Linked DNA regions of Mus musculus: all the other regions are linked to region 2. A link is a contact called in public ChIA-PET data. All regions are on one chromosome and are shown on one strand. The core of a region is the stretch at or near the end of the contact, and the rest is flanking DNA. Distances in the headings are between cores, read along the strand shown. Region 1 holds the start of Zap70 (zeta-chain (TCR) associated protein kinase). Region 2 has its middle 29 kb from the start of Vwa3b. Region 3 overlaps Tmem131 (transmembrane protein 131).

Region 1 (2,835 bases), core at 29-2,528, 240 kb before region 2:
CTCCCACCAGACGCGCTGAGTTCCCTAGCATCCGGTAGCCCTTCCCTCTGAAGTTCAAAGGACGTGCCTCCCTCTTGCCACCTCATGGGACAATGCTCCTATCTGTGGCGATCTGCATCCTCTCCTCAGTGAAGCAGACATACTGCGGGCTGCAGCTATGACACTGTTTCCAGTCGCAAGCTTCTGGACACGAAGTGGGACAGGAAGGGGCTTGTGGCTTGCTGAGACCAAGATGTCCCTTCTCTGAGCACTGGAGATTCCCACCTCGGAGGAGGAGAATGCCGCCCATTTCCCCCACCCCCAACCCCCATCCCCGGCCCCTGATGCTTTCAAGTAACTGGTGTGGCTCCCAGAGACCTTGGGGCAATGCACATTTCTAGTATGATCTAGATATGTGAAGTGGTCAAGGTGGTAGACCCTTGTGGGGCTGGACTAGAGTGTATGAGTGTCGGGGGACCCCGCCTACTTGTCCCAGCTCCAGAGCCAGTTCTTCCCAGAGCTCCTGTAGAATAACCCTGCCATCGTGGCTTTTTCTAGGTGAACACCAGCCTAGCTCTGGAGTCCCAGTGGGCTCACCCCTCCCTCACCCCAGCTTTAGAGCTTTAGAGCCTGCCTCTAGGGTTCCGGCAGAGGCCTGCCCCTGGATGCTTCCAAGAAATTGGGCACTGTACTGTCTAGATTTATATCAACTTGACACGTATTATAGTTATCTGAGAGGAAACCTCAATTGAGAAAACGCTTCTATAAGGTTGCGTTGTGGGCGTCTGATGGTGGGTGGAGCCATTCCCAGGCTGGTGGTCGTGGGTTCTAGAAGAAATCAGGCTGAGCAAGCCAGTAAGCAGCAGCCCTCCATGGCCTTCGCATCAGTTCCTGCCTCCAGCTTCCTGCTCTGTTTGAGTTCCTGCTCCAACATACTTCGATAATTAGCTGTGGAAGTATAAGCCAGGTAGACCCATTCCTCCCGAACTTGCTTTGGTCACTGTGTTAATCACAGTAATAGCAACCTTATCTAGGACAGGAACACATTGGGGACCCCTCCTTTCCAGAACTTGCCCTTCCCCCAACACTCCAGGTGCCCCCCTCAGGTGGGGGCTCACTGTGGGAAGCAGCCTTTGCCCCAATCCCTGGCTGCTACAATCCCCACCTTCCTCTTGTGTTCCCGACACCCTGCGGCTGGTACTGCGTGACCCCGGAAATGTGCTCTGCCCCGCCAGGAGCATGTGGCCTGTGATTTTCCTTCCACACAGCATTTTGTTGCTTTGACGTCAACTTCAAACACGGCTCTCTTTCCTGTCTTCGCATCAAGGAAATAGGCTGAGCTGCAAAGAAAGGTGCTGGTGAGAAAAAGTGCTCTGGGGACACCAGGCCTTCCGGCTGGGCCCTGCCGTACCCTGTGAGCTGTGATAGCCTCGAGGGTGTCCAGGTGAGTGGCCACCCTTTAGCCTTTGGTGGAGGGAGTGTGACTGGGTGTCACTCCCTTACTCTGATCTCTGTGTGAGGAGGGTGGGGTCCGCAGGGGCCTGAGGCTGGGCTTGGGTAGGCCCAAGTGGTAGGGACCTGAGACTTTGCAATCGGTGGAGCTAAGGGGCGCCCTTGGGGAAACAGGTCACCCGAGGGGTGCCGGTGTCTTTTTCTGGGTTCCTAGACTCCTGTTGGGTCGGCTCCTTGGCTTTAGAAAGCAGCACAGGCAGGCTGGTACAATAGGCCTGTGAGCTTGGACAACAGAATGTCAGTAGCTCTGGAGAGGGGCTCGAGTCAGGCTCCACTCGGAGTCAGGTCATGTTAAAGCAGGGGAAAGGAACTATCACTAGATCTCTGCTCCGTAGCTGTGTGCTCTTGACAGTTGTCTTGGCCTCTCTGAATCTGCATTTAAAAAACAGATACAGAGTTGGCTGCCTGTTAAATGCTTGCCTTGTTTGTTGGCCAAGAGGCTGGAAGAGGTATCTCAGACAGTGAGGCCTGGCAGAAAATAGCAGGGTTCCTGTGAACGGTCACAGTGACATTCATTGCTCTTGTCTTAGCTAGGACATCAAACACACAGTAGGTGTTTACTGAAGCCTTGCTGAAAGATTGGGGTCACCAAGTCCTAAGTTGGAAAATCGAAGGTGTCACCTGCTAAGGTTCCTCTGACAAACCCAAAGTTCACCTGACCTTCAGTTTTGCCTTTGCAACCCCCGCAGATGCTCTGGTGGGCCAGCAGCCTGGAGGGTGTTAAAGTTTACACTTTTTAGGGCCAGGGGCCTGGGTCCATTTAGATCTGCCTGCTCTTTATTGCTGTGTGACCTTGGGCAAGTCACCCCACCTCTCTGTGCTTTCACAGTTTCTGTATCTGACACCTCATTCAGTGTTCAGGGACATAGGTGCCATATAGTTAATAGGTTGTTAGGATGCTAATTGTTATCATTAGCTCTGGAGGGTCTCAGGCCCTGATCACAGATTCTGGAAACTTCCACGAGGCCTGCAGCATCTGAACCACCCTATACTGACCACCCCTGCTCAGGCCCAAGGACCACAGGAACGGGGTCATGCTGACCTAAAGCCAGCTGACGCCGCCTGTCCCCAGTGGGCACTAGTGTCTGGAGATGTTTTTGGTATTAACTTGGGCAATCCCGGCATGCAATGGGTAGATGTCAAGAATGCTGTCAAACACCCCTTCCCACGGCCCTTCCCTCACCATTCCTCTACTCTATGGGCACTGTCCTGGGTCGCCCCAATGTTTTCTACCTATCTTTTACTGTCCTATAGCTGGATATCTAGAGAGCAGAAGCTGCCTTGCTTAGGGGGGTCACGTCATTTCTAGAATCCAGTCAGTGGAGGCTGGGCTGGGGTTCTGAC
Region 2 (2,802 bases), core at 197-2,696:
TATTTATATCATACACATACATATATATGCACATATAATACATACATACATACACACATATATACACTTATACTCTCATATATACATGTATGTACATATGGGATATATGTACATACATGTTTACATATATTTATATCATATACACATATATAATATATACACACTTATGTATACATGCACTCATACACACATATACATATACATAATACACACATGGAATGTATGCATATACATATCTATATATATTTAAACCATACACACATATACATATACATGTGTGTATATACTCACACACATACATATATACACTCATGCACACATATACACACATATATATACATGCATACACATATGGAATGTATGTATACACATGTTTATAAATATATCATATACACACATAGATAATACATATATATACACATGTATATATACACTCACACACATATATACACACATACACATATGGAATGTATGCACATACATATTTACATATATTTATACCATACACACATATACATATACATGTATATGCATGCACACACATATGTATACATATGTACACATATGGAATATATGTATATACATCTTACATATATTTATATCACACGCACACACAGACGAACACACACACATGGTACTGTTCATATATCCTATGGAAAAGCAGAAGCTGGAAATGAATGAGATCTGGAAACGGCAGTGGTTCCAGGGAAAGCTCAGTTGGGAAGCTCTTGGTGTACATGGAGCCTGGGCTCAATTCCCAATATTGCAAACAACAGCAACAGTACACCTGTTCCCTCTTCCCAGAAGTCCCCAGTTGGATCTTTAGAGCATGTTAGAAATTGTGTTTTTTTGGTGATCTTTCCCAAACTGAAGCTTGCTGCTGAGGGTCTAGACCCTCAGTAGAAGCAAATTAAGACTGAGTTTCCTTGCTATTAAGTTTAGTAACAAGCTCACTTTTACCGGCACCTGTGGACATCCTGTGACAATACACTCCTGTCCTTCATTGTTAATGAGGCACAGCCTACAGGTACCCAGAATGCTGACCTGAGCCTAGTAGTGAGAAGGCCACTTATCCCTTAGTGTTGAAGGAGTTGTGTGGAGAACCCTGGCCTCTCCTTTCACCTGGCAGTAATGGCATAGCCACTCTTTTTTTTTTTTTTCTGATAGAATAATATCAAAAGAAGCAAGTAAAATAAATTTTAAATGAGACTCAAAATCTCATAGAGCAGTGCTCAAGATGTATGAGATACAATAGAAAAATCACCCATTGTAACAGGAACCTGAAAGCTCACAAAGGAAATTTCAAAATGACGAATAAATTCCAGCCCTAAGGTGACAGCCACGGAGGTCATCTGATGAAGATTTAAAGCATCTACAATGACAAAGAAACCGGAACCAACAAATGTTATGAATGTGCTTGAAAATGAAACCAACCGACATTCTAGTAAAGAAACGGGAACCACAAAGAACTATGTGGAGGGGCTGGAGAGAAGGGTGCTTGTTGCTCTTGCAGAGAGGTCCTAGCAGCCATGTTTGAGGCTCACAACACCTGTCACTCCAGCTCCAGGGGATCTTATGGCCCTGGCCTTGTGGGTCCCTGCACTCACATGCATACCTCTCCTCCCACATATACACATGATTAGAGCATAAGAAAGATGTAAAGAAAGAAGTGGACATTTTAGAACTGGACAGTGTAACAACTGGAAACTACAACAGGCAAGCTCAGTAAAAGGAAGAAGCCGGAGAGAGAATGAGAGACTACAAAGCTAGAACAACAGAAACGACCCAACTTCAACAAGTAAGTGTACGGATTTCTGTACACATATATGCATGCAATAACACACACACACACACACACACACAGAGGGAGCATGGGTTTGAAGGAGAGTGAGGAAGGTTTGGAGGGAGGAAAGAAAAGGGATGAATGCTGTAGTTAAATTATAATTTCAAAAGAAAAAAAATTTAGTGTTGACTAGATCGTAGCATTTATTTTCCTGTGACAAAAGACCTAATACTTGTCTCGAGAAAATAGAGAAAGAGCGTAGAATTAAAAAAAAAAAAAAAAAAGATGCTAGAAGATGTAGGGACTGAAATACTCCTCAGACTTGACAAGTCACCTAAAGACACAAAAGAAAGATACCAAGAATACAACAAAGGGAATTAAGGCTTAAAAAAACAAAACAAAAAAACAAACCAAAACCACTAATAAGAAACAGCAGGAAGAGAGAGAGAAAGGAAGAGGGGCAGAGGAGGAAGAAGGAGGAGGAGAAGGAGGAAGATAAAGAAGAGGAAGGAGCAGAAGAAGGGGGAGGAGGAAGAAGATGAAGGAGGAGGAAAGTGAGGAAGAGGAAGGAGGAGGAAGATGAAGAGGGGGAGGAGGAGGCAGGCAGCATCCCACAGGCATGAGGAAATGTCTGAAGACTAAAGAGTGATAAGTTATCTCTCCATTTAGTAATGAGCCAGTTAAAACCAGATTAGAGTATAGTAAACAGGTTTACTATAAATAATAAATAAAGCAGGTTTATTGGGAAGCTGCTTTCGGGCAAGTTCAATGGTCACAAGGACGGAGGTCAGGGAAGTTACAAATGGAGAGGGAGAGAGGGGGGGGGAGAGGGAAGAGAGAAAGACAGAGAGAGGGAAGGGAGAGAGAGAGAGAAGAAGAACAACACCTCTGGATTATGTAGGGAAGAGTGCCTGGGGGGGTGGGGGAAGGCAGCTCAGCCCCTGATCTGGAAAGTTCAGGGTTGGGAGCAGGATATGCCAGGAAGGGACTGAGGGATGCTGGGAGAGCCTGGAGGCCAG
Region 3 (2,916 bases), core at 248-2,747, 190 kb before region 2:
TGTCTTTCTGCTTCAAGATGTGAGCACTCATCCCTGCTGTGGAACCCTGTGTGCCCTGCCTGCTGCCATGTTCCCTGCCTTGATGGCCATGGGACCGTGAGCCCTCAGAGCAAATGCTTCACTTTATAAGCATTGCTTTGGTCATGGTGTTTTGTCACAGCAATAGAAAAGCAACCAAGACACCTGGCCTGGTCTTGCTGCGACCCACGCATTCTCCTGGTCTCTACAAGGGGCACACACCACACCCACAGGGACTTTCCTCCCTTGGTCTCCTGTGCCTAATCTGCAACTCCGAAACCCAAAAGCCCCTCAACGCTGTTGTCCCCTAGCTTGTTTGAAATGAACTATACCATGATTGATGGCTTGTGGTCGCACCCCCTTAGATGAACTGATGGAAAGGCTGCTTGCAGTCTTAGGAACCACATGGTCTATGCGCCACATTTCTTTCCAAGTTCTGAGTCCCCAATCTTGCGGTTCTGGATTGCTCTAGTCTTGAGGCCCTGCCACTGCCAATAAGGTGTATTCCTCTGTACCTTACCCATGAGGCTGCACACAAGCGCCTGTTCCCACTCCCACTACTCTGAAGCCTTCGCTCATGCTCCCTGTTAGACCTCGCTGTCACTCTGGCCTTGGATTTTCCATCCCTTGAATTGTTCACACTTCTCCTGTTTGTGTGGTTCCTTCTGGCAAAGTTCCTTCCCTAACCTACCAATTCTGCAGATCTGGTACATCCCTCACTCCTCTGCCTACAAGACTGTGATGTGTGCACGGCCACCACTTCCTGTTGTCCCTGTCCTGTTGGCCAGCCTCTTTGGAGGTTTCACCAACTATTTTTTCACTTGCTTCTTTTGCCCCTTTTCCTATTTAGAGAGAGGTGTCAGTGTGTAGCCTCACTGACCTCAAGCCTGTGACAAACTTCCTGTCTCTACCTCACCAGTACAACTACAGATGTGTGCACAGCTAGAAATTCTATTTTGAGTTAAGAGGTAGATGGTTTTGGTTTTAGCCCTGTTTTCAAAATATTTTTGTTTGTTTGTTTTTTGAGACAAGGTTTTTCTGTGTATCCCAGGCTGTCTTGGAACTCGCTCTGTAGAACAGGCAGGTCTTGAACTCAGAGATCCTCCTGCCTCTGTCTCCCGAGTGCTAGGATTAAAGGTATGTGCCAGCAATACCTGGCCTCAAAATAATTTTTAAAAATGACTGTAACAGTTATCACCGGCAGCCGTCCATCAGATTCTGTCTGGAGAAACAAGGGAAGAACAAGTTTCATGACAAGCAGTTGCTTCCGTTTGCACTGTGATACAGAGAGGCCATTGCTTCCCGCAGGAGATGGGTCTGAGCTACCTAACAAGGTGCTGTATCCACTGCCTATGATCCTGACTGCTCCTTCTCCCTCACACGCCTTGTTCTTTGGAAGGGGGTTGGACAGGGTTACCTTTGCTTTTTGACATCGGTGACGGAGGCTGCTCTGTAAACACGTCTAGGGGGGAGGAGTCGTGGTGGTCAAAGTCTTTGTCCATGGCTTCTATGAGACTGGTGATGTCGGAGTCCTCTGAGCTGTGCCGTGTGGTGCTGGCTCGCTCGGGGTGGGAAGGGTGTGTGAGGGGGGCAGGAGACAGCCTTTCGGGTGGTGGCTCCTGGTGCTGAGGCACTGGTGGTGGAGGCTGTGAGTGCTGCTCCAGTGGGCTGTGGCTGTGGCTGTGGTGCTGGCTGCTGTGCTGGCCCTGCTTTGCCCCTCTGGACTTCCTGCTTGCTGTGTGACCCTGGGTTGCTGCAGCTGTCTCTGAGACTAGGGGGCTGGTTTTGCTTGTAGACTGTGAGGCAGCTGCTTGTGGAGAAGTCCTGCTTGACATACTTGAACTGTTTCTGGTTCTGACGTTGTCCACATCAGCTGAGTTTTTGCTGCCATGGCTGCTGTGTGGGTGGACTGATGTGCCACACTGCCTGTGACTGCCTGTACCAGGCCGGGATGATGCGTTACTATAGAAACCCCTACCATGACTGTGTTCGCAGCCAAGTGTGTTCAAGCTGAAAAATGGATCAATTGAAAAATCAGTAAGCAGTAACTTCCAACCTAATACTAAGAAAAAAATTTCATTAGTAAACCCATCATAAAGAGAAACTAGGGACAGAAGTGGAAGGGATCAGAGCCACAACCTTCTACAGTTTGTCACCTCTGACAGTTATAAATAAGGTTAGGACTAATAACTAATAACTAAGCATATTTTGTCCCTGTTAAGAACTCTCATGAGTTCTCAGTATCTGAGCACCAGAATCGTTTTTTAAAAAATTCCGAGTAAAGATAAATTTCACTTCTTGTAATTATATCAGCTAAGTCTATGTGTATTAAAAAGTGGACTTTTAGTATATGAACATACTTTCCTTCAGATGAAATACCAACGATTCTCCTGAGATCAAATGGCCTTCCTACATCAAAGGGCGGGTTTGAGGCTTCAAAGGAGAGTCGCCTTCGGAAGGGCTCCCAAATCCCTTGAGCTTCCAAGTAGGCTGTTCCAATGACCAGGAGAAAGAGTGCACTGTGGAGCAGAGGGGCGGGTCAGCATTCTTTGCCAAAACAAGAATAATATTTGGTTACCACAGGCTCCTTGATAACTACAGAATGATGTAAAAACTCCAAGTTGTCTGTAACACACTTTTAAGGAAAGACAAAAATGAAGCATCGTAGTTCAGAGTTTATAGGACCGATCTCTGCGTACAGTATTTAGGCTGCACGGATGCCGGTGCGCTACATGCATGCAATACCCACGGGGGCCATAAAAGGGGATGGGCTCTCCTGGAGCTGGAGTTAAGGTGGTTGTAACTGCCAAGCGGGAGCTGAGAATTGAACCCACATCTTCTGGAGGAGCACCGGTGCCTTCCTTAACCACTGAGCTGTCTCTCCAGCCTCTGCACACC

What was found. ChIA-PET counts read pairs in DNA pulled down with a chosen protein or histone mark.
Region 1: an RNA polymerase II ChIA-PET map of memory CD8 T cells shows a contact between it and region 2, with 56 read pairs. The contact joins the promoter of Zap70 here to the enhancer-like site in region 2. A contact is called at or near these places in 4 of 115 datasets of contacts at active chromatin or transcription factors (effector CD8 T cells, embryonic stem cells, memory CD8 T cells and 1 more) and 3 of 9 other capture datasets (adipose tissue, macrophages and pancreatic islet).
Region 3: a contact with region 2 is called in an RNA polymerase II ChIA-PET map of memory CD8 T cells, with 9 read pairs. The contact joins two enhancer-like sites. A contact is called at or near these places in 1 of 484 Hi-C or Micro-C datasets (CD4 T cells), 5 of 115 datasets of contacts at active chromatin or transcription factors (double positive thymocytes, effector CD8 T cells, embryonic stem cells and 2 more) and 2 of 9 other capture datasets (adipose tissue and liver).

What each region holds. Positions count from the first base shown.
Region 1 is chr1:36,760,520-36,763,354 of GRCm38.p6, forward strand. Zap70 (zeta-chain (TCR) associated protein kinase) reads left to right here and starts at 1,279. Exons shown (of 13, transcript NM_009539.3): 1 at 1,279-1,423.
Region 2 is chr1:36,999,090-37,001,891 of GRCm38.p6, forward strand. No RefSeq gene overlaps it. Among named protein-coding and RNA genes, the nearest start is that of Vwa3b, 29 kb to the right of the region's middle. Within about 2 kb of position 1,447, at least 93 of the 459 cell types and tissues checked have an H3K27ac peak or open chromatin away from gene starts, as enhancers often do. A contact at or near this core is called in adipose tissue, embryonic stem cells, macrophages and 2 more, where this site is marked.
Region 3 is chr1:36,806,449-36,809,364 of GRCm38.p6, forward strand. It overlaps Tmem131 (transmembrane protein 131), which reads right to left. Exons shown (of 41, transcript NM_018872.2): 30 at 2,379-2,537; 31 at 1,436-2,028. Among named protein-coding and RNA genes, the nearest start is that of Zap70, 46 kb to the left of the region's middle. Within about 2 kb of position 1,498, at least 31 of the 459 cell types and tissues checked have an H3K27ac peak or open chromatin away from gene starts, as enhancers often do. A contact at or near this core is called in memory CD8 T cells, where this site is marked.